Regions from separate parts of the Mus musculus genome. Here regions 2, 3 and 4 are each linked to region 1. A link is a contact called in public HiChIP or PLAC-seq data. All regions are on one chromosome and are shown on one strand. Each heading gives the region's core, a stretch centred on a gene start, on an enhancer-like site or on the middle of the called end of the contact. The rest is flanking DNA. Distances are from core to core; before and after follow the strand shown.

Region 1 (6,010 bases), core at 2,619-5,118:
CACACCAATAGTACAAAACTAAACAGCATTATAAGTTATTCCCCCTCAGGAAATAAAACATACTATGATTGTCAAAGCTAAATGTCAGTCTAAGATTTAGAACAAAGGAAGAATGTGAAACTAAGTAAAAGAAAGAGCAATCACTCACAATGACCATTAAAAAAAGAAAATCCAAAAAAGTCCATTCTTCCACAGACATTGATTGTCTCCTCTAGATTAATAAAGATTATTTTAACATAAACTGTATTTAAAAAAAAAAACTAGAAACTCTTCCAGTAACTAAAGATAATGCTCCAAGGCCATTTTCACAGCTTTGTTTGTTTGTTTGTTTGTTTGCTTTAAATGCCATTACAGCCAAATTAACATACATTTGACCAAATATTTCCAAAACAGTCCAGCAATGTTGAACTGTGTGTTTAAAATGTGAATTACTGACCTTGTATACTGTAATTGATTACACGGGCTGGGGGGGAGGGTGTCAAAGAACTTGACAGGTTGTGTTGATGCTTTTAGTTGAGTCTTAAAAAGTAAATATTAATGCTACAGAAATGCATGAGTTTCAATATATTTTTGTCTTTGTTTGCATTGTATAACTTTAACGAGTGAGTTTAAAATTATTTAATTTCCTTAGAAAAATAGCACCATTTGGGAAAAAAAACTGGCCTTATTGTTAACAGTCCTAATGAGTATTTCTTCTGCAGAGGACGATTTTTCAGAGCTACATCCAGGTCTGCATTTCTCTAAACTGTCATCGCAAAATACATACTGCAGGGCGGGCATATTTTGGTCTGCATTAGGGCATTTGCTTTACCTTAGCTTAGTTGAGATGGAAGACCTTGCCTTTCTTTGGTAGACCACAGGAAAATAGCGGCCCCTGCTGGTGGCTGCATGTCTTTGATCCTGCCAGGGTAGAGTCAATTGGAGCAGGTGCGCAAGGGGTTATCACTGTTGTGTAGTGCAAGAGGTGCCCTGATAGACATTTGGGGCTCTGCCCCTCCCAAAACAATCCTGCATGGTGGTGTGTTGGGGGGGGGGCAAGCTGGCTAGAATAAAGACCCTGCTGTGAGTTGCATCAGATCAGCTCCTGTCTGGTTTTTTGGGGATCACAAACATTTCCCTGGCACAACAGAGCTGTACAGTCAGTCTCTTGTGTAAATAAAAAGGAGCAGAGAGGGAGGAGGGATGGAGAGATGCTGAGATAGTTCAGCAGGTAAAAACACTGGCTGTTCTTTCCGTGCTCATGACAAGGGCTCTGCAGCAAGTTCCTTCACCCACTGAGGCATCTTGTTGACTAGTTATTTATTGTACGGGGCTGGAGGTTAAACCCAAGGCTTCATGCATGCCAGTGTATTAGTGAGGCTTCTGCAGAGAAAAATTATTAATAGGACGAGTCTATTGCCAAGGCTGCAGGGGAGAATACTATGTTCTCAAAAGGTTTCAGAGTATATATGTGAGACTAACTTGTTTGGCTCCCGAGATACGGTCTGGGTAACCCAACAGTGGCTGCTCAGTCCGTGAAGCTCGATGTCTCGGCTGTCCCAATCTGGTGTCCTCACTGTACCCCAGAAGCCCAGGTAACGGCTATGTTATCACAGCAGCAATGCAGCAGGAGCAGAGAGGATGAGCTTGCCAGCAGAGTGTTTGCAACAGACAAAAACAAACAAACAAACAAACAAACAAACAAACAAAAAACCAGGGCTTCTTCTCTCACATCCTTTTATTTGAGATGCTCTTCCCACTTCAAATAATCTGATCCAAAAGAGCCTACACAGCTCCCCGAGGCTTGCATTTGATTCCAGACCCAGTCAAGCTGACAAGTGCCCACTCAGCTGTGACCCCAGTCCTCCTTCCCCCTTAAAAAAAATACTTATTTATTTTATGTTAATGAGTGCTCTATCTGCATGTATGCATGCATGACAGAAGAGGGTGTCAGATCCCATTACAGAGGATTGTGAGTCACCATGTGGCTGCTGGGAATTGAACCTCTGGAAGAGCAGTCAGAGATCTTAACTGCTGAGCCATCCCTCCAGCCCGTTTGTGTCTTTTCAGTAACAGAATCTACTAACAATAAATTCACAAATGTCAGTGGTCTTAATGGCAGCAATTTGTCACACACGATCCACCTATTTTAGTGATCTGGCCAAGGTGAATGCATGTTCTTTTATCCCAATCATAATTACTAATATTAACTCTCACATGACACAACAGACAGCAAATTATATCTCCCTGCATATATAAGATTTACAGAATAAACAGAAAGGGCTACATTAGAGTTCAAAAGGTCTCAGAAGTGAACTGATGGAGTCTGCATTGATAACTAATCAGGCCAGTGACAGGAGGGAGCTGCTGGAACCAGGATTCAAAAGCAGGAAATGGTGGCTTTAAGTCCAGGTTGGGTCAGGAGAGCAGGGGTAGGGGTAGGCAGCTGAGCAGGCCAGGCAACAGTGGGAAACTGAGGCAAGCTAAGCTCCAGAGAAAGTCAGAGAACCCTCTGCTTATCAGTCTATGATTTAGTCATCGGGTATCAGGCGACAGGATATTGTGGAGGCATACCATCTCAGTGGCAGGCATCCATCACTTTATGGGCTCCTTATGAGGAAGTCATACTCTTGGTCTGGCCTACCTGATAAGTTCTTGGATCTGGTTTCCCCAGTTTGATTTTTTTAGGGGGGGGGGTCGGTTGAGACCGGCTTTTTCTGTGCAGTGCTGGCTGTCCTGGAACTCACTCTGTAGACCAAACTGGCCTTGAACTCACAGAGATTTGCCTGCCTCTGCCTCCCAAGTGCTTGATTAAAGTCTTGTGCCACCACTGCCCAGTGATGTCTGCATTTCAAAGAGAAGACTCTACCTTGAATTGCTGAGTTGTGAAAAGGCAAGGGGTTTATTAAGACATTAGAAGGATTAGCATATGCACAACCATGGTACTGACAGTACTTACATTTTTTTCAGTTAATTTCCACATGCATGAGTGAATGCCAGCAGGGTATTGACCAGCAGACAAACATTAAACCATCAAAGACCTCTCAGAATTCAGACCTTTCTGAGTTTTGAAGTTGTATTGTTTCCCAAACGAGCTAAGTGTGCATAGCATGTTGCTGGAAAGCGCAGCTAGCTCCCAGTCAGTCTACAATCACGAGCATGAACCCTGGTGCTCTGTAGTACATTGTGCAGATAAGCGGCAGCAAGGCCTTTATCAAGAGTAACCCCGCTGTAAACCGAGAAGCATTCATATTTCAATGATCAGGAAAGAGGAGCCAGAAGGAAGCCTCTTTTCTTTGCAACAGGGAAGTAAGTCTCTTATTTTAATTTGTAATTGTCTTAAAAAGTGTTTCTGAGTTGTGCTGTGCTATGACATATATTGTTTTGATATTGTGTTTGTAGAGTATTTCAGAGGTGACATGCATGAAGGTGTTTAGTGTGGAATGGAACTCCTGCCACACAGAGGTTGAGGACACAAAAGGAATCCACAGCCCAAGATCTTCAGCTTCTAACCTTAGTTCCACAAGGCTTTTTCTGTGGCTTCCGAGAATGAGGACTACAATTCCCAGGATGCGCCAGTCTTTCACCAACCAGGAAAATGGATTTCTCTAATGGGCGGGCCCTGGGGAAGGCTGGGTCAGGAGGAAATTTAGCCAATGGATGAACTGTACAGAATCGAAACCTTTTTTGATTGTACCAAAGAGATTGGAATCTTTGGCGCCTTTGTTTTAGTGGAGGGTAGGTGATAGACAGGTAAGTAGACCAATGAGAACGTGGATAGGCGGATCCAGAGCGTGTGGGCGGGAAGAGATGATGACCGGCAGGCTGTTCGTCCAATGAAAGGGACAGACGCTAATACGGTGGGCCGGTGACTGTGTAGAGGCCGGTGTTTGTGGAAGCAGTGTGGGAGATGGCGGAACCACTGAGGGGACGTGGTCCGAGGTCCCGCGGTGGCCGAGGCGCTCGGAGAGCCCGAGGCGCCCGTGGCCGGTGTCCTCGCGCCCGGCAGTCTCCGGCTAGGCTCATTCCAGACACCGTGCTTGTGGACTTGGTCAGTGACAGCGACGAAGAGGTCTTGGAAGTCGCAGACCCAGTAGAGGTGCCGGTCGCCCGCCTCCCCGCGCCGGCTAAACCTGAGCAGGACAGCGACAGTGACAGTGAAGGGGCGGCCGAGGGGCCTGCGGGAGCCCCGCGTACATTGGTGCGACGGCGGCGGCGGCGGCTGCTGGATCCCGGAGAGGCGCCGGTGGTCCCAGTGTACTCCGGGAAGGTGCAGCAAGGTCCCCAAGGAGGGTTGTTGGGGGAGTGCTAAGACTGGCGTGGCGGGTTTGGCTTGGGGCAGTGTGTGTGTGTGATGAATACTTTTAGATTGGAGATACGAGGGGGTCGGTAATGTTAGATGTATGGAGTTATCTGGGATTGTATCTTCGGGTAGAGGGAGGCTGAGAGAGATCGAGGGACGATCGAGGGAAGCTGGCCTTCTAGATGCGCTTCAGGGATTGGAGTCCTTAGAGAAGACAAGTGCTGGAATCGAGGGAAGAGCCATTCTTGTCTTAAGTAGGGTTGGCAGGATGTGAGACCCACCTCCTCTTCCCCCTTTTGTCTTCGTAGGTACAGAGCAGCCTCAACCTCATTCCAGATAATTCATCCCTCTTGAAACTGTGCCCTTCAGAGCCTGAAGATGGTAAGAGTGGGTTTGTCGGGAGTACCCTGCACTGGCTTCTCTGAGACTTCCTAGAGTTTACATCCCTGTAGTCAGTGATATCTCCCCCCCCCCCCCGCGCCCCCCCCTCGCTCCAGCACCCTCCGTCCCCCTGCCCCCACCCCCACCCCTTTTCTCTGTGCTTCAGTGGTATCTAGGGTCTGGAGAATGATGCTCAAGTGTTATCCAGTTGACACACAATTTTGATTCTAAGTGGTATTGGGAAAATGGACTCCTGAGTCTGAGATAGGGGAAAGTTATGGTCCATAAAGATGCTGGTTCATTAATCAGAAGTCACAGGAACCTACTTAATAGCCATGTCCACCCCTTCCCCTCTTCGGGTCCTAACGGGCATATGGATATGTTAGAGTGAAGTTTGAGGTACCTACCCTTGACATTTTGATCTGTGTTATCATAATAGGGGTGAAGGGAGTTCTGAGACTCTGTGACATCTTGTTACACTCCTACAGTGTTCCATTCCTTGGGAACACTTTGGAGCCAGAAGAGTGTTTCTTTGACTTTATCAGAACTGCCCATTCTTTATTCTCTACTGATAAGTTTTTGCAAACCCTTTAATAAGGCCAGTGACTACGAGTCAAGGCTAATAGGGGAGTGATAACAGTCTGCAAAGACCTGGAACTAAGACTCCTTTCTGTTAGGTGAGGGCGTGTGGTAGGCTGATTGAGAACAGGCTCAGGAGTCTTGTGGCCTGTATTTGAATCCTTCATAACTGTGTGACTTTGAGCAAGTTTTCCTCATGAGGAGAATGGGGATAATAGTGGACCTATCTTAAAGATTTTTGGTGAGAACTAAAAGGATTTTGTGTATATTTTATTTGCCACATCCGTGGTTAGGATAGCACCTGGAATGTAGAAGTGTGACATGATAGAAAAGATATCCATGTGCAGGGTATCTTAGGAAGGGTTTTAAAAGTGTAGACTTGGAGTTGGGGCGATGGTTCAGTGGGTAAAAGCACTTGCCACACAAACCTGATACCTAACTACCATATAAGAAGAAGATGGGGTGGCATACACCTGTAATGATGCCACTCATACTGGGTACAGGAGAACACTGCTGGAAGCTCACACACCCAGTGGCAAAAATAACAGGGGAGACACTGACTCAGAAACGGGATAAAAGGAGAGAAAGTTGTCTTCTGCTGCCAACACATATGCTATGGCATGAACAATGCCCCTGCCTCCCTCCCCAGTAAATAAATCTTAAAGAAAAAAAGAAGCAGGCTGTCAGCCCTACAGCAGCTGCCATATTTAGTTAGGACAGTCTTTCTTTCCTTTATCTTTCTTTCTTTCTTTCATTCTTTTTTTTTTA
Region 2 (6,010 bases), core at 2,573-5,072, 120 kb after region 1:
CCATGACTGGGCTGGGAGTCCTCTTTGCTACCCATCTTGGAGCTCTGCAGCCCTGCCAACTACCAACTTCATCAATGACTGCTTCCCCTCAGCCCATGCCAAGCCCCGCGTCTCTAGAGCAGCTCCCAGAGGAAGCTCGGCTATCCCTTGCGGTGCCCCTTTAATGAGTGAGACCAAACAGTCTCTGGCCTCTGGCTTAGTTCATCCTACACAGTATTGTTCCTATTCTATAGATAAGTAAACTGAGGCCCAAAGCAGCTAAGTACATCCCAAACCTAGAGCGAGTCCAGAGCTGGTGCTCTCCACATGGCACTAGGCCATCTCTTTTGACCTCTGCTCCAGCAGACCTTTGTCCAGGAAGATTGCATACCTACCAAAGCCAAGGCGAGTGGCTAGGGCCTGGTGCTGGCCTCTGGCTCTGGCCCAGTTATTTGGTAACAGTCATCAGCTTCATGCTTAGGGAATGTCAGAGGCTGGGGAGGGACAAGGTTACTTTGTTTTGTTTGCTGGATTGGGGATAGAACCTTGAACGTGGCCGGCATGACCACCATCCAAGGTTCAACCCAGGCCACCTGTTCAGTCCTGGAAAGCCCGAGAAGAGGAAGCCTGGAGAACCTCCTCCACTTTTGTCCTCTCTGCACAGAGGAGTAAACTGAGGTCAATAGCAGCCCTCCCCAAGTCCTCCGTCAGACTTAGCCTAAACCCTGGTCTACTGCCCCTCGCAATGGTTATTTCTGTGCCTCCAGTGTGTGTGCTGCTAGTCCTAACCCAGCCATGGGCAGGTAGACCGGGCACAGCCAGTGCTGAACACTCATTTTTCCAGCTCCCACTCTTCCCGACAAACCTGGAGGTCAGCAGCTAGGCTCTAAGTTCACACCAATAAAGAACAGGTCAGGCGTTCTTGGGACGACTGGGAGCGTGTGTCCTGCCCACACAACACAGCCATTCTCTAGCTCTGGGCCTCAAGCTGCTGCATCCCCTGGGTTTTCAGGAAGATCTCCAAATCAGCATCTGAATGTGAAATCCTCCAAGAATTTCTGAGCGTCAGTAACAAACACAGACATGTGAAATACACTGATCAGCAAACTGGGGCTCTACGCTGTATTCTCCAAATGCTAAGACATCAGGCTGTAGGCTCAACGGTGCTGGTGTGGCCAGAACAGGACAGCCCCAGATTCCCAAAGCTGAGCCTAGGAGTGCAGTCTCACAGCACATGGAAACAAATGCCACTAAGCTGCCCAGCCACCAATCACCTAGCCTGGGCTCTCTACCATGTGCAGTCTAAGCCAGAGCAAAAGGGGAGGTAGAGGTAGAAACAGCTGCCAAGCCATCCTAGAGTGGGGCTCTGGGTCAGGGGGATTTTATATGATAAAGAGTTAAGAGTCATGGAGATGAGCCAGGTAATGTGCGGGTGCTCAAGATGTAAATTAGGGCAGGCTGCAGAGAGCTGGGCTGCCAAGCTACTTCATTAGGGCTACTCAATGGGGAGCCGCGGCAGGTTAACAAAGAGTGAAAGTCTTCCTGCCAGTCCCCTTCTGGCCTCATAATGGCTCTTTCTGCTCACAGTCATTTGAACTTCTCTCCAGCCTCTGCTTCTACTTTCTTGCCTGTGGAGTATGTGACTAAGCCCCGGGCTCCAACCCACTGCACAAAATAAACTTCCAAGGTGGCTAGGACACACCTTAAATGCTCCTGACAGTCTGGCTTCAATCTGTACCCACCAAGCTGGCTGCAGATATGTAGTTCACTCTCATTCTCTCTGGGAAGTGCCACAGGCTTGATCAAGGTCACCTCATCTTCAGGGCAACTGGCTTTCGCACATCCTCTCCTGGGGGGAGGGGGGGTGGCTGCCTTGACTGTCCTTGAGTCTGCAGGGGGGATCTGCAAGAGTGCTGACCCAGGCTACATCTGTACTCATGGGGCAAAGCCAGCATCAGAGAGGAGTCCAGGCAGTAGTGATGGGAAGGTATCAGCTGCTCAGGTCTGATCTGGGGAATCAGGTGTCACAGGGACAAGGGGTCAAGGGTTGGGCAGCTGGTCCTGACATGGTCTGGACAAACAAAACAGCCCAAGGATCTGAAGCCTGATCATCAGGAAAAGATGAGGGGAAGCCCCAAACTCCAGGGCTGGAGCTTCAGACACGGTAGATGTTGCAATGAATGGATAAATAAACGAACAAAGAAACTTCTATAGGGCTCTGTGTTCTGAATCCTGCCTTCCCCAGCCTGTCTGCTCACCTCCTACCTGACTTTACACCTGTCTGTGGAAGGCTGAAAAAAACCTTCCTGCCCTTTCTCGGGGTACAACGCACCCAAGATCTTCCGGCATTCCCTGGGTCCTGGGGTTTAGGACATTTGTTGAGGCCCTCTTGATTGTAGATGCTTTGGAAAGCTTAAGCAAGAATCCAGACTCACTCCTGCATCGTAGAGGACACAGTGTCCCAGTCCCGGACTTGGCCCTAGGTGTTCCCCGGGTCAGAAAAAGGGAAAACACTCAGGTTTGCTGTCCTTGGGACTTAGAGGGGCAGAAAGGTGCTCTGACCCGAAATGGTTTCTTCATTCAGGGTACCTCCCTCCCCCAAACTAGCTGTTCACTGAGAGGGCTTGTCCTCTCCCTGTTCTGCAGGGAGCACAAAGAGGGACTGGATAAAGAGCCCCACTGAGACCTGAGCTGGGGTCTCAGAGTCAGAAAATAAGAGACTCATCCTCTCAAACACGCCCCTTCCCTGCCCTCTCAGACAAAGGCACACACCCAAAGCCCCAGCTGTCACCCAGAGCTGCAGAATGCAGGCACCTCTCACCTTTGGGCGCCCCAAATTTTCTCTTTCCTGTGGGGAGGGTGGGTGTCACTTAAGAACTCAGCTTGGTCTTTGGGAGATGATAGTTACGTGTCTTTATTCTTCAAAGGACCTAAGGTCTAAGGCTCCAGGCTATTCCGGGGAGACTCTCCACCTTCTAACCCCTCTCCAGGGCGTCGCAACTCCTCTCTCCCGGGGTCCGAAGCTGTGCCCAAATCTCAGGGTTGGGGTGGAAGGTGGGGGAAGGGAGAGGAGGAGGGGGCGGCTCCTCCAAGCGAGACACAAAGAGACGTCCTTCAGCCTCGGCTCCATGGCGACGCTGAGGAGGGGGAGCGCGCACTCTGGACTTCCTTCCCCACCTGCAGGACTCTAGGGACCTCGGTACCACTCACCTGCCGCCCCTCACCTGGGTCCCACTTACCTGGGCTGGGGCCGCGGGGACGCCGCGGCAGGGGGCCTGGGCGCCGTGTCGATCTTCGTCTGCCCGGCCCGAGAGGGGCTCAGGGCACCACTACCACCATGAGCCGGGACGCTGAAGGCGTCGCAAGGGGCTTGGTCGCCCGGGTCCCGAGGCTTTGGGGTGCCCGCGGCTTCTCGTTAGCAAGAGGATCTTGCTGTCCTAGGTTTGGGGTCCCTGTGTGCCGGAGTAGCGGATTAGGGAGGCTAGCGCCCCAAGCCTGGGTCTCTCTGTGTCTTGAGGTGTGCGGTTGTAGCAAGCAGATCTTGGGGGGCCCGGGTTGGATCGGTCGCTGCGTCCCAGCAGCCGCGTGCGAGGATGGAGGTCACCGCTCAGCCGCTGGGGGGTTCGGGCGCCGCCGCTGCGAGCAGCCCGGCCCTGCGGGCTCCTGCCCCGGCCTGGCGCGGGCTGAGGCTGCGGCTCCGGCTGAGGCTCCCGCTCCGCCCGGCACTCGGGCTCCAGCGCCGGTGCCCGCCCGGGCTGCGCTCCATCGCGGCCTCGCGGCTCCGCCTCCCGCCGGCGCGTACCTGCCCGCCCGCCGCTCCGCCCTCCGCCTCGCGCGCCGCCGCACGCGCCTTTGTCCGCCGCGCCGGGTGCGCGCTCCGCGCACGCGCACTCCCGCCGCGCCCTCCCGCCAGGCGCCACGGGCCTGGACCTCCCCACCGCCGCGGGAGCCGCACGATGCCCCGCCCGCTTTCCGGCCACGCGGGGTCCTAAGGCCCGCCGGTCATTGGCATAAGCTTCTTTTTCTAGGTCAGAGCCCAGGAGGGGGCCAGAACGAGGTTAGAGAGGGCTCGGGGGAGTCACAGAGGGTCACCTGGTCCAGCTGCTTGGTCCCCGAGGGGCTAGACTGTCCCAGACTATTCCAGCCTGTGCTTGTGGGGCGGAGCCTGGATCTGTTTCAAAGAAGAAAAATAAATCCGAGCTCTCCTATTCAGAATGCACTCGCTCATTCAACTACCGGTCCATCTGTTCACCCGCCTGTCTGCCCATTCATCCTTCCACCTATCCATTCGATTTCCAGGGGACCTCATAAGACTACTAGGCTACTCAGAGACCTGGGGTCTGTGGGGCCGTGCAGGGTTCAGGCAGAACTTTCGAGCTCTGCTGTAGGGAGACCGCGAAGTAAGTTTAAGGAAAAGCTGGGATTAAAGGTGTATAGCAGAACGGAAGAAGGGGGTGGGGGGTTCCTGGCTGAAGCAGCAGCTGTGCAAAGCCACCCGGGTGTGAAGAGCTTTGTTCATTAACCGGAAATTGTAGCCTGGATGCAGGTGGGGCGATCGAGCAGAGATGGCGACAGAGTGGGAACAACGAACGCATCCTTCCAGAGGCCCAGTCTCCCATGCAGCATACTATTTTATTCATAGAAAAAGCCCCCGACGCACCCAAAATCTCTCCTCCTTTTAATCTCTGATCAGATTGTTTTCTCAAATTAGCATCCTCTTCCAACCACTCCAGCTGCTGGTAGAACTTTTAGAGCTGGTTATTGCAAACTCAGGTAGCCTTAGGTGGAGCTGGGAAGACGGCTTATTAAGTAAAGTGCTTGCCAGGCAAGCATGAGGGACTTGAGTTCCTCCAGTGCCATGACACCTGTAGTTCCAGCCCTGGGAAGGCAGAAACAGGTGGATCCCAGGGACCAGCCTGATCTGATCCGTGAGTTCCAGTGAAAGACCCAGTCTCTGAATAAATAAATAAGTACGGGAGGGGAGAAGGGGAACCAAGCGAGATGCTGCTAAAGACCAGGGTTCAGGCCCCCAGGACTCAGCTATGGCTGGGCAGGTGTAGCAGCCTAGAATCCCAGCATTTAGGAGGCAGACAGGATCCCCAGAGCAAGCTGACTAGCAAGACTAGCCGAATGAGTCAGCTCTAGGTTCAAGTGAGAAACCATGCCTCAATTTGTAAAATAGAGAACAAGAGAATCAACCTCCGTCTGCACATGCACACACATGCATGTGCACCCCACATACATGCAAACACACACATATGCATGCATACCACGCACCCACAAAAAGTTAAATGAGCTGGGGAGGGATTGAAGAATACACCTGATAATGTCAACTTCTGCCCTCTACACACACACACACACACCTAAGTTGAATAAACTACAGACAGGAACTAGAAATGTGGCTCAGTCTTGGCATAGGGAAGACCCTGGACTCAGTCCCCAGAACTGGACGAAGAAACGAAGAAACAAACACCCAAAGCTGATGCGCAGACTTCTGCTTGGCAGCCCACACTACTGCTACTGCTACTTGTAATCCTAGCCCACCTTCCTCCCACTTTTACTGAAAGTTAGTTTTCTGGAAACCAGGTCCTTTGTGGGCACCAGCTCTGTTGAGAACAATGTCTCTTAGGTTGCATTCCTAATGAGCTTGCCAAGCATCCCCTGTCCCCTCCAGGGTAAAGCTTACGCTGTATTGTGGTGTGAAGGAAAATGGCCTCCATAAGTTCTTAGAGAGTGGCACTGTTAGGAGCTGTTACCTTGTTGGAGGAAAGTGTGTCATTGGGGGTAGGCTTTGAAGTTTCAAATGCTCAAGCTAAGCCCAGGGTCACTCTCTCTTCTTGCTGCTTGAGGAAATGGGTATAGAACTCTCAGCTACCTCTTCAGCGCTCTGTCTGCCTGTCTGCTTCCATGCTTCCCGCCATGATATTGGGTTAAACCTCTGAACTGTAAGCCAGTCCCAACTAAATGTTTTCTTATAAGAGTGTCTGTGGTCACGGTGTCTGTTCACAGCAACAGAAATCCAAAGATGCCC
Region 3 (6,010 bases), core at 1,627-4,126, 94 kb after region 1:
TGAGATGGCCATGGTTGTCAAGTGAGAGCCATGCACGCTGATCAGAGGCTTCCTGGAATAATGAATTCATGTGTCCTACTAATGTACAAAATATTTGGGCTTTGATAAATAGTGCTCCAGGTGCATCTTAATTCATGGCACACACACACACACACACACACACACACACACACACACACACACACACCAGCCACTGGAGACAACGGGCTGCAATGGAGGATATGGACATAAAGGTGAAGGTTAAAAGGACCAAGCTTATCCTAAGGATGAGAAACTATACACGCACGTGTGTGCATGTGTGCACGTGCATACACACACACACAAACAGACACATACAGAGAGACACACACTCAGACATACACAGGGAGAGAGAGATAGAGACACACAGACAGACAGACAGACGAGACATACAGAGAGAGAGACAGAGAGACACAGACACACACACACAGAGACAGAGAGACACAGACACACACACAGAGACAGACAGAGAGACAGACAGACAGAGACACACACAGACAGACACACACACAGACAGACAGATGGACAAATAGACACACAGAGAGACAGAGAGAGAGACACACACAGACAGACAGACACACACAGACACAGAGAGAGAGAGATACACACAGACACACACAGAGACAGACAGACAGACACACACACACACACACACACATACACGAGGAGTACTTGGTCTTTATTTCCCTAGTGAAAGAGGACATTCTGGGGGATAGATGTATTTCTGTGATAAAGACTGTGATCAAAACATCTTGGGGAGGAAAGGGTTTCTTCCATCTTATCTCTCTCTGGTCACACTCTATCACTGAGGGAAGTCAGGACAAGAACTCAAGGCAAGAACTGGGCTGCTGGTCCTGGGTTCTATAAGAAAGCAGGCAGAGCAAGCCACGAGGAGCAAGTCAGTAAGCAGCATCGCCCATGGCCTCTGCATCAGCTCTTACTCCAGGTCCTACTTGAGCTCCTGGCCTTGCTTCCCTCGATGATGAAGTGTGACCCGTCAGCCAAATAAGCCTGTTTCCCTGCAAGTTGCCGCTGGTCATGGTTTTTATCCCAGCAACAGAGAACACAGTAATACAGGCCTCAGATGTCGAGAGCCACGCGTTCCCTCTCATGTGCATCATCCCAGCTTCCATTTAGATTTGCTGGTTTAACTTAGGATGCTTGTGAAGACCGGAAAGGGAGAAAGGGGCCCTGGCACGGGCAGAGGCGGCCTTACCGGGGAGCATTATTGAACACATGTGTTATGGAAACAGAGGATGCTACCGAGTGCTGAAGCTTGAGGTGGATGAACACAGAGTCAGGAAGGGTTAAACAGAAGCCAAGACTGTAAAGAAGGCACATGGGCCGGGCAGTGGTAGCACGCACCTTTAATCCAGGCAGATTTCTGAGTTCGAGGCCAGCCTGGTCTACAGAGTGAGTTCCAGGACAGCCAGGGCTACACAGAGAAACCCTGTCTTGAAAACCCATTAAAAAAAAAAAAAAAAAAAGGCACATGGAAACCCACTACCTTATACGATAATCTTAAAACACAGCTTTTTAAAACGACTTTGAACAGAAGCACTACACATGGGAGGATATTACCAACCCCAGAGACCATGGGTTACTAAACAACAACCCTTGTAGCAGATATGGGAGTTGCTGGCCATAAAGGCTCCAGAGCTCCTACCGAGCCACCAATGGCCATTACTCTTGATTGATCTCCAGAACTGTCTGATAAGAAAATGCAAACTGCAGAAGACACCACACATGCTGGTTGGAGAATATGCTGGAACTGGACAGAAGCCTCCCCTCACTGATGGTTGGCTACCCTTCACAGGACTGGAAAGTGCTATCAAGGCAGCTGGGGGAGAAAACCCAGAAATCTTTTTTTTTTCTAACTTGGAACTTTACATGCTACAGTGCCAACTTGTCAAGCTCACTGGTGCCATGGTGACATGATGGTTAAGGGGGTGACCTTATTTATTAATATTAATCACAGTATTTTTTATTTGATCTGAGTCCTGGTCCACAGGAGGGACTTCGTTCCTAGTACTGAACACATGGTTAGGGGCTAAGAAGAGAGGTCATGGCACTGGGGCTGAGTCTGCTTAGTTTTGCTAAGTGGGTATGCTGCCAAGCTGCTTCCTAAATATTTATACATACACCACGGACTAGTGCTACCATCAGCCATGACCAAAGAAGCTTCTCTTTGTTGCAATCAGTGGTTAATTCAGAAATCTGTGGCTGGTTAAAGTGCTGAGAGCAAGTGACTGTTGAGTGTTCCACCTTAAATAGCACACCCACATCGCTGTTCCACCTTAAATGACACACCCACATCACCAGCTCCAGGGATCAGGGGACATCACAGAAGAGGGTGCAAAATGAATATAAGATCCAGACCGGAGGGAGGAAGGCCATGAAATGCTATCTTATGATATGGATTGTGACACTCATGAACATCTGTGGCTGTCTGCGTAGGACCTGCACAAGCACAGCCTGCAGACAAGGACAGTCACAGACAGAGAGAGGCTCGTCGGACTTTGTCCCACCCAGGTAAGCTAATGGGGTCAGGAAGTCAGTATCTTCAGTAGTGTACCCTCTGATGAGTTACTATTCCAAGGGGCAGCTCCACACCCATGCCCATGGTCATAAAGCAAAATCTACACAAAATGACAATAAAAAGAGATAGTGGAGCAGGTGTATGACCAGAATGCATTGTTCCCATGTATAAAATTGTCAAAGAAATTCTAATTTTGAAGATGGGGGCTGGGAAGCTAGGTGGGTGAGTAAGAGTGGCTGCTCTGCAGACCCTCAGCACCCACATAGAGGCATGGCTAGTGTCTGCAATCCTAGCACTAGGATAAGCGGCAGGCAGATCCCAAGAGCTCGCTGCCCAGCCAGTCTATCCAAACCTGATGACCTGGTACAGTGAGAGACCCTGCCTCAAGGCCATAAGGTGCTCGTGAGAAAGGAAGTCCTCTGAGGTGCTACGCACACTCCAGTGTAGTCTGCTTGACAGGCTGAGAAGCCTGGAAGCACTCACAAGGCAAAGAGTTTCAGAGAAACTCACCTCCTGGAACCTTGGCATTCTCATAACCTGTATACTCATACCCTATCCCCGCGTTAGTCTGGTGTATGGATCCATGTGCTCTCTTTTAGTATTATTTTATTATAAGTGCCCTTTAAGATTGGATTCTGACATAGCTAAGCCTTCGCCAGTGTTCCAACGTCCCAGAAAATCCTTGAAGCCGACAAACTTGGAATTCAGTAGGAATTCAGTAAGAAGGTTATCTATTCAGTAACATTCAAATTTACTTCTAGTAGAGAAGGTGAAACTAATTAGGCATTACAAACAACGGAGCCGGAATAGCTCAGGGCTGATCTGCAGAGTGTTTACTTGAGACAATAGTCAGTCTTAGCCAGACAAGGGAATACACAATGGCCTAGCAAATAGGTGGGTTTACCATGAAAGAGTTAGGGAATCCCCCTGAGACAGGTTTCTTCACTAGGCCCAAAGAAACAGCATAAATCTGGTATTTACTAAGAACCCCTGGTGGTGGGCTTAACAATAGACTAGCATTACACCTGGCTCCCTTCTTAGTGGCAGTGGCCTGGTCCCCACCTTCTTTTGATGTATATATTCCTTATGTTTTGTGTCACTGTAACTCAGCGGATGTATATGGTCTGGTTTCTTGTTATTCTTCTGTATAAAAAGTTCGATGCTCGACCTGACAAATTACATTCAGATTCTACACAATCCTGTGCTGCGTCCGTGTCTGTCTGTCATTCATTTCGCTGACTCCTTGTCCACCTGCAACTAGAGACCTGTTCTATGCAGACAAGGGACCACGGGGGTCTGAGGCACTGAGTGGCTGCTCTTGCCACCGTATGCACACACAAGCATGCGTAAGGAACACATGCACAGTCCTTTAGGGTCAGTGTATAAACAAATGAAGTAAAGGTGGGCTGGAACAGAGAAAGAGAAAGAGCAGTGTGTCCATTCCCTCAGCAAGGCTGTGGGAGCTGCGGATGGGGGAGAGCAAAAGGTGAAATAGAAGAAAGGTAAAAGAGTGGAGAAGGATGCTATAAAGAGGGAGAGGAGAAAGGAAGAGTGGTACATGCTTTTTCAGCAACCTAGTGCTACCTGGGAAGAGGGAACGGGCTGAAGAACTGCTTTTATCAGATCAGCCTGTGGCCATGGCTGTGAGCCTCATCTTGACTGATGGTTACACCTACGGGGGTGGCACCACACCTGACAGGTGGGTCTATGCTGTACGAGAAAGCTGGCAGAGAGCAAGCAAGAGCTAGCCAGAGATGGAGCCCGTCAGCAGTCTTCCTCCTAGGTTTCTGCTGCCATTTCCGGCCTTGAGTTCTCTCAAGGAAAGACTGTTACCTGGTGTAAGTTGAAGCAAACCCCTCCCTGCACCCTGACCTGCTTCTGATCATAGCTTATCACAGCAGCAGGAAAGCAAATTAGGATAGTTAGCTTCCCTTTGTATATCAAGAGCCTCTGTGCCCACACTTAGCTTAGTATCCAGGGCTGGGCAGAGTCTCCCACCCTCCTGAGTTAGGCTCCCCAAGAGAGGAAATAAGATGGGCACACAGAGATCTGGACATTTAGAGCTGTCTCCATACTTTCAGGACCTGCTCAGCATCACATGCCCTACTAGAAGGCCAAGGTGGCACATGCCAAGAAGCTTGCAGAGCTTTAGTTGTCCTTGCCACTGAGGCAGTGAACCTCACAGCAGACAACCAGCTCAGAGTCTAGCCCACTGGCTGATGCTGGGCTTGGAAGTATCAAGTCTCCAATGATTATCCTGAGGCGGCAGACTCACTAGCCACTGTCCTAACCTGACCTGACCTAAGCCTTCTACATGAGCTCTCATTGGCATCCCACCACCATGGCTACCTCCAGTGACTGACTCCTGGCTCCCTGGCTCACGGCATTCTTCTTTGTTCTCAGTTGTCTGGGAATATCTGTCTTGACCAATTGGTTCTGTCTCAAAATGATATACAACTCTGGCTCTCTGAGAAATAAACCTCTTTCACACTGCTGGCCTGTCCCACCAGAAGACTGGCTGTGTCACCAAAGCCTACTGGATCTGAGGTGTGGGAGGACCAGAGGCTGGCCACGCTGGTAAGACTGCGGATTCTTTTCACTGGGACGACCTAGCGGCTGACTGAAAGATAGTAAAGACATGGACAGGGAAGAAGCCCCACACCCCAGATGTGGGTGGGAATCAGAAGCTCCCATACGACTGATTAATTGTATTAATTGATTAACTGATTAAGCGTACAGAGTCTCCATTCCTATAGATATCGCGAGCAAGAGGCGGAAAGGATAAGCATACAATGCCTACCCAGAACCAGAGTACTCATGGCCTTTGAGTTAAGCCAACAGCCCTCTTACCCTACAGCTCAGCAAACGACCTTATAAACTACCTTATGATTTCATTTGCAAAGGGAAATTCTTTAAGAAAAAAATATTCTGGCAGCCATCTTCCAGTAACTCGCCAAAATGACGAACACAAAGGGAAAGAGGAGAGGCACCCGGTACATGTTCTCTAGGCCTTTTAGGAAACATGGCGTTGTTCCTTTGGCCACATACATGCGAATCTACAAGAAGGGTGATATTGTAGACATCAAGGGAATGGGCACTGTTCAAAAAGGAATGCCCCATAAGTGCTACCACGGCAAAACCGGAAGAGTCTACAGTGTCACCCAGCATGCCGTGGGCATCATTGTCAACAAGCAGGTTAAGGGCAAAATTCTGGCCAAGAGGATCAATGTGCGGATTGAGCACATCAAGCACTCAAAGAGCAGAGACAGCTTCCTGAAGCGGGTGAAGGAGAACAACCAGAAGAAAAAGGAAGCCAAAGAGAAGGGCACCTGGGTGCAGCTGAAGCACCAGCCTGCGCCACCCAGAGAAGCACACTTTGTGAGGACTAACGGAAAAGAGCCTGAGCTGTTGGAGCCCATTCCATACGAATTCATGGCCTAATGGACACAAAGA
Region 4 (6,010 bases), core at 1,333-3,832, 73 kb after region 1:
GTGTGTAAAGCTCTGGGGTTCAATCCTGACCCTGCCAGAAAATTATAAATCGTCAAAAGAATGAGTTGTGTGCTTTATATCTAAGACAAATGTATAGTTATGCGAGGGTTTGCATGCCATCAGGTACTTATACTTCCCCCACATGGTAAGAAATAAACTTGCCACGCACTCCGGTCAAGTCTGCTTGACAGGCTGGAAAGTCTGTAAGCACCCACGAGGAAGAGTTTCACGGAAACTCACCTCCTGGAGCTTTGGCGTTCTCATTTACCCATATACTCATACCCTATTCCCGCGTTAGTCTGGTGTATGGAACTAAGAGCTCTCTTTTAATATTTTATTATAAATGCCTTTTAAGTTTAAATTCTGATATAGTTAAGTCTCCCAATTGTTCCAAGGTCCCAGAAGCCAAGGAGCTTGGAATTCCGCAGGAATGCAGAAAGGAAGTTACCTATTCAGTAACTAATTAAGCATTACAAAAGACGGAGCCAGTAGCTCAGAGCTGGTCTGCAAAAATATTTACTAAGGACAGTAGAAAAGGGAATACCATATTAGAGCTAGGGAATCCCACTGAGACAGGGATCTTCTCTACAGCTAGGTATTGCAAGCTTCATATTAGAAGCAAGTTGGTAAATTCTTCTGTAGACCCAGGACATAGGGTGTTGGGGTATTGCAGTATTCTTGAAAAGGTCTGCTAGTGCAGAACCCCTGGTGGTGGGTTTAACAATAGACCAGTTTACACCTGGCTCCCTTCTTTTCGGCAGCAGCCTGGTCCCCGCCTTCTTTTGATGTATACATTCCTTATGTATTGGGTCACTGTAACTTGGTGGATTGTATTTTGCCTGGTTTCTTGTTATTTCTTCGGTATAAAAAGTTTGATGCTCGACCTGACAAAATACATTCATATTCTACACAATCTTGTGTGTTGGTCTGTCTGTCACCTGCCAACACCTTGCCCACCTGCCCCAGAGACTCGTTCCACGCAGACAAAGGGACCCAGAGCGTCAGCGGCATAAAATAACCATAGCAACATAGACTAGTCAGGACATGCAGCCTAGAAAAGTCGGTTTAAGTCATTTTGTAGCATAACAAAATGAAACCAACTGTAAAGTCTTTACAGGGACCTGGGGACTTACCATCAGGGAAGCTACTTTCCATATGCTCAAAGCCACTGTTCAGTCTTCAGCATAGTATGAAATGCAAAATTAAATTAAAAGTGTATTCTATGACCAGGTGTGGCGGCCATGCCTTTAATCCCTGTACCCATGAAACAGAGGTAGGTGGACCTCTATGGGTTTGAGGCTAGTCAGGTCTACATGATGAGACCCTGCTCTCCCTGTATATACAACCTCTGCACATACATAGACCAGCTCTGGACCTCTGTCACAGTTGCCATCTGTTTAGGAAAAAAGCTGCTATGGTGAGGGATGAGCTGCATTATCTGTGGGTAAAAGTGTTTAGAATACCCTTAGGTATTTTACTGGCTTGTGGAAATGGCCATCTGCCACGTGACTCTGCCCTAACTGCAGGAAACGCCACTGCTCTCTGGAGGAGCCTGAGTAAACACAGGACACAAGATTGAGGGGGCAGCTGTGGGGAAGTTGTCACTTATGCTGGGAAGACTTTCCAGTGATGCAGCTGCTCTGCGATGGACCACACTCTTGTATGTAATCTCTCCCCAGGCTCTGGATAGAATCCTAGTAAGTTCACTGGGTTTTCTACAGAATCTTAGCCACTGCTGAGGGGTAGCTGGTCCACAGGGAAATACTGCAGGTAACCTGGAGAAGACATAGTTTTCTGTATGTGTCTCTGTGAAGAAGATGGCTGCATAAGCCCCTCTCCACCTCAAATGCGCCATTAGGTAAGTTAAAATGGCTTCCAGGTGTGGATTTAGGACAACCAGGGCTACAGTGTAGCAGCCGTAGCAGTACTATTGGTCATAGCCTGGTGTTACTATTTTCCATAGAGGTAATCTTTAATGTTGCTTGTTCCCTTGCTGTCTATTGATTTGGGAGGTGGGCATATAGTGCTTAGGCTCACACAGGGAAGTCAGTGGACAACTTGCAGGAGTTGCTTCTGTCCTTCCACAGCGTGGGTCCCCGGGGATAGAACCTGAGCTGTTTAATTTGGAGGCAAGCACCTTTCTCTGCTGAATCTTTCTGGCCCAAGTAGCTCAGTGTCACATTTGCTTCATGGAGTCCAGAAGAGAACACTTGATTTCTTATAAGCCCAGAATTCTTTTATCACAGTGGGAGCAACCTGTGTTTTTCCACATTTGTTTATTGGTCTCCGGTGCTGGGCTAGTGGTTAGCTTAAGTTCATCCTGTTGGGGCTTTCCAGTTAGCCTTGGGGACATCTGTCTGTCCTTTAAAAGGAGACTCTCAGCAGCATGATAAAGAGGATGGTTTCATCCGGTTTCTGTGATGTCTCATGTTGAAATGTCCTGTAGCTTTATAACGTCTGATTACACCGCCCTGGGCTGCATCATCTTTGAAAATTTCTTCAAAAAATACATGTACATGTACATCTCAGGAACTCTGCTTCTAAAACTCGCTTTCAGAGAGAAGACCCGGTCCAGAAAGGGTAGACGCTGCCACCTGCTGGACAAAGCGAGCATTGACATAGGTACTACTTAAAACGCTACAGAAAGAACCCGTGCCATTTCCCACAATGTATTTTACACTGTCCAACTTTAGACCCGACTCAATTTTAAACCAAGACACCTTAACATTGTCCAGGAAGATCCTGAGAATGCTCCTGAGTAGCCATTTATGGGTTGTCAGAGTTAGTCAGACGTGATATCTCGTATGAAGAAGTGTTGTGGTGTCTGGTCATTGCAGGAGAATGATGTCTTGAGCTATTTTGCAGAGTTCACCTGGGAGAAAAATGCAACATGATGGAGCCCATGGCTAGAACATCAGAGCAGCTTTTTTTTGTTTTTGTTTTTGTTTTTGTTTTTGTTTTTGTTTTTTCGAGACAGGGTTTCTCTGTATAGCCCTGGCTGTCCTGGGCTTTGTAGACCAGGCTGGCCTCAAACTCAGAAATCTGCCTGCCTCTGCCTCCCGAGTACTGGGATTAAAGGCGTGCGCCACCACGCCCTACTATCAGAGCAGCTTTTAAGCAAAAAAGGAATCTGCAGATGACAGGACCCACTCTAACTATAGGACTATGTGGAGGCCTGATTGTCACTGGATTAAAATCACTAATATAACGATATGATCAATAGACTCAAAAAGCCACTTGGTATCCCGGCCATTCTGCCTTCCCTGCCAACACAGACTGTTCGCTTTCTTAAACTGTAAGGCAAAAGTAACCCTTCCTCCCTTAAATTGCTTCTGATCTAGTATTGATCACAATGATAAGATAATAAACTAATGGAGAAGCTGCTGCTAAGCGAGGGCAGGCAGCTGTTATAGGCCTGACCCCGTGGTTTACATCCTTTGGGACTGATTTGTAGAAGGAATGTGGAGGAGTTTGTCACTGTGGGCTAAAGACATCTTAAAAGCTGTTTGCAGAGTTTAATGCATCATTCTGGGGACATCAGGAAGACAGGAACGCTGAGACTGATGTAAAATGTGGAGGATATTTGTTCCTCTGCTCATTGCCACGAGCAAGTCCTTGACCAGAAAGAAGCATTTTAAGGAGGAAGGGTTTAGCTGGGCGTGGTGGCGCACACCTTTAATCCCAGCACTGGGGAGGCAGAGGCAGGTGGATTTCTGAGTTTGAGGCCAGACTGGTCTACAAAGTGAGTTCCAGGACAGCCAGGGCTACAGAGAAACCCTGTCTCAACCCCCCCCCACCCCCCCCAAAAAAAAGAAAGAAAAAGAAAAAAGGAGGAAGGGTTTATTCTGGTTGATGGGGGGGGGGGATTCCATAAGCACAGAGGGGCATGGTGGCAGGAACAGGAGGTCGGCTGGTCATGAACATTGCACTGATAGCCAAGAAGAGGGAAATGAACATTAGTGTCCAGGGAGCTGTCTCCCTCTGACTAAGTCTCAGACGCCAGCCCATGGGACATTGCCACTGACAGTTAAGGGACATTGCCACTGACAGTTAAGGGTTTCTTTCTTTCTTTCTTTCTTTCTTTCTTTCTTTCTTTCTTTCTTTCTTTCTTTCTTCCTTCCTTCCTTCCTTCCTTCCTTCCTTCTTTCTTTCTTTCTTTCTTTCTTTCTTTCTTTCTTTCTTCCTTCCTTCCTTCCTTCCTTCTTTCTTTCTTTCTTTCTTTCTTTCTTTCTTTCTTTCTTTCTTTCTTTTTTTTTGATTTATTTACACTTGGAGGGCAGAGGCAGGTGGATTTCTGAGTTCGAGGTCAGCCTGGTCTACAGAGTGAGTTCCAGGACAGCCAGGGCAACACAGAGAAACCCTATCTCAAAAAAACAAAAAAAAAACAAAACAAAAACAAAAAAAAGAATTTTTTTTTAATGTATATGGGTACAATAGCTGAACAGATGGTTGTGAGCCTTCATGTGGTTGTTGGGAATTGAATTTTTTTTAGGACCTCTGCTCACTCTGGTCAACTCTGCTCACTCAGTCCCTGCTCGCTCGCCCCCACTCACTCCAGTCACTCACTCAGGCCCAAAGATTTATTTATTATTATACATAAGAACACTGTAGCTGTCTTCAGATGTGCCAGAGGATCTCATTACAGGTGGTTGTGAGGCACCATGTGGTTGCTGAGACTTGAACTCAGGACCTTCGGAAGAGCAGTCAGTGTTCTTACCTGCTGAGCCATCTCGCCAGCCCAGTTAAGAGTCTTACAATTGCCGGGCGTGGTGGCGCACGCCTTTAATCCCAGCACTCAGGAGGCAGAGGCAGGTGGATTTCTGAGTTCGAGGCCAGCCTGGTCTACAAAGTGAGGTCCAGGACAGTCAGAGCTATACAGAGAAACCCTGTCTCGAAAAACCAAAAAAAAAAAAAAAAAAAAAAAAGAGTCTTACAATTAACCTAGTATGATTAGATTAATCCTTCGCAGGCCCAGAAGAATCTGATCCTCCAGGTTGGCATTAATCAGAGCAACTCCACCTCTTGTCAACTTGATGCACAAGCAGATCACTTAAAGTCATAGTTTTCCTTCCTTTGTCTCCACAGGCTCATGTCCACTTCATGATACAAGAAAAAGGCATCGAGTTGAACATCAAAAATCCCCATGATTTTAAAACAATTCCTATAATGTCTACACACAAACACTCCTATTTGTCCCAATTACCGTTCTGTTGCTGTTCTGTTGCTGTGACAAAACACCGAGACCAAGGCAATTTATTAAAGAATTTTACTGGGCTTATGGTTTTAGAGGACTAGAGTCCATGATGAGGGAGCAAAGGCTTAGCAGCAGAACAGCACAGATCTCACACCTTGATCCGAAATCTGGAGGCAGAGAGAGGACACTGGGAATAGTGTGGGCTTTTGAGACCTCAAAGCCAACCCCAGTGACACACCTCCTTCAACAAGGCCACCTCCTAATCTAGCCCAAAAAGTTCCACCAATGAGGACCACATATTCAAATATATAAGCTTATGAGGGCAATCTTATTCAAACCACCACGCCATTCCAAAAGGGAAAAATGGTGTCATATCATGGAATGGCCAGACCAAAGCAAGACTGAAACCCAGTGAGGGAACACTAAAACCCCGCAGTTTATGCTTAGCATCTGGGGGTCATGATGGGAACATCTGGGCCAAGAAGGACTGATGCCCTAGTCCCCAATTCCCCAATAAACATATCTCTCCCCCTCCCCTCCCTACCCCTCCCCTCCCCCTCCCCTCCCCCTCCCTCTCTCCCTCCCCCTCCCTCTCCCTCTCTCTCTCTCTCTCTCACACACACACACACTCTACCCAGAATCTCTACAAATTATTATAATATTCTTGAGTATTCTCCTGTCATACATTGAGCGGCAGTGATGTCATCGTATAAACTCACAGCTGAAAAGTGAAATAAGCTGGAAGACATTTAAGAATAGAACATGGCTACTCATTCAGGGTTGTATAGATTAAAGATGCAGCCATACATGGTGGCA

The links. HiChIP or PLAC-seq counts read pairs in DNA pulled down with a chosen protein or histone mark.
Region 2: a contact with region 1 is called in an H3K4me3 HiChIP or PLAC-seq map of embryonic stem cells, with 43 read pairs. The contact joins the promoter of Sbk1 here to the promoter of Nfatc2ip in region 1. A contact is called at or near these places in 16 of 39 promoter capture datasets (the 3T3-L1 cell line, HPC-7-derived erythroid cells, cranial neural crest and 10 more), 1 of 15 datasets of contacts at CTCF or cohesin (CD8 T cells), 39 of 484 Hi-C or Micro-C datasets (the AML12 cell line, the AtT-20 cell line, B cells and 28 more), 23 of 115 datasets of contacts at active chromatin or transcription factors (the 230-238 cell line, the SCID.adh cell line, T-cell acute lymphoblastic leukemia and 13 more) and 4 of 9 other capture datasets (adipose tissue, embryonic stem cells, liver and 1 more).
Region 3: an H3K27ac HiChIP or PLAC-seq map of embryonic stem cells shows a contact between it and region 1, with 11 read pairs. The contact joins the enhancer-like site here to the promoter of Nfatc2ip in region 1. A contact is called at or near these places in 5 of 39 promoter capture datasets (the C10 cell line, the HPC-7 cell line, HPC-7-derived erythroid cells and 2 more), 12 of 484 Hi-C or Micro-C datasets (B cells, the C10 cell line, CD8 T cells and 8 more), 14 of 115 datasets of contacts at active chromatin or transcription factors (the 230-238 cell line, CD8 T cells, the NIH/3T3 cell line and 5 more) and 3 of 9 other capture datasets (adipose tissue, liver and pancreatic islet).
Region 4: an H3K27ac HiChIP or PLAC-seq map of embryonic stem cells shows a contact between it and region 1, with 14 read pairs. The contact joins the enhancer-like site here to the promoter of Nfatc2ip in region 1. A contact is called at or near these places in 9 of 39 promoter capture datasets (the C10 cell line, the HPC-7 cell line, HPC-7-derived erythroid cells and 6 more), 4 of 15 datasets of contacts at CTCF or cohesin (CD8 T cells, the NIH/3T3 cell line, embryonic stem cells and 1 more), 79 of 484 Hi-C or Micro-C datasets (B cells, the C10 cell line, CD8 T cells and 45 more), 29 of 115 datasets of contacts at active chromatin or transcription factors (the 230-238 cell line, CD8 T cells, the HPC-7 cell line and 13 more) and 3 of 9 other capture datasets (adipose tissue, liver and pancreatic islet).

What each region holds. Positions count from the first base shown.
Region 1 is chr7:126,394,595-126,400,604 of GRCm38.p6, reverse strand. Nfatc2ip (nuclear factor of activated T cells, cytoplasmic, calcineurin dependent 2 interacting protein) reads left to right here and starts at 3,868. Exons shown (of 8, transcript NM_010900.3): 1 at 3,868-4,249; 2 at 4,591-4,663. The coding sequence starts at 3,890.
Region 2 is chr7:126,270,308-126,276,317 of GRCm38.p6, reverse strand. It overlaps Sbk1 (SH3-binding kinase 1), which reads right to left and starts at 3,822. Exons shown (of 4, transcript NM_145587.3): 1 at 3,219-3,822.
Region 3 is chr7:126,299,422-126,305,431 of GRCm38.p6, reverse strand. It overlaps the pseudogene Gm10155. Among named protein-coding and RNA genes, the nearest start is that of Sbk1, 30 kb to the right of the region's middle. Within about 2 kb of position 2,876, at least 5 of the 459 cell types and tissues checked have an H3K27ac peak or open chromatin away from gene starts, as enhancers often do. A contact at or near this core is called in embryonic stem cells, where this site is marked.
Region 4 is chr7:126,320,518-126,326,527 of GRCm38.p6, reverse strand. No RefSeq gene overlaps it. Among named protein-coding and RNA genes, the nearest start is that of Gm30928, 28 kb to the left of the region's middle. Within about 2 kb of position 2,582, at least 24 of the 459 cell types and tissues checked have an H3K27ac peak or open chromatin away from gene starts, as enhancers often do. A contact at or near this core is called in the CH12 cell line, the HPC-7 cell line, the P5424 cell line and 7 more, where this site is marked.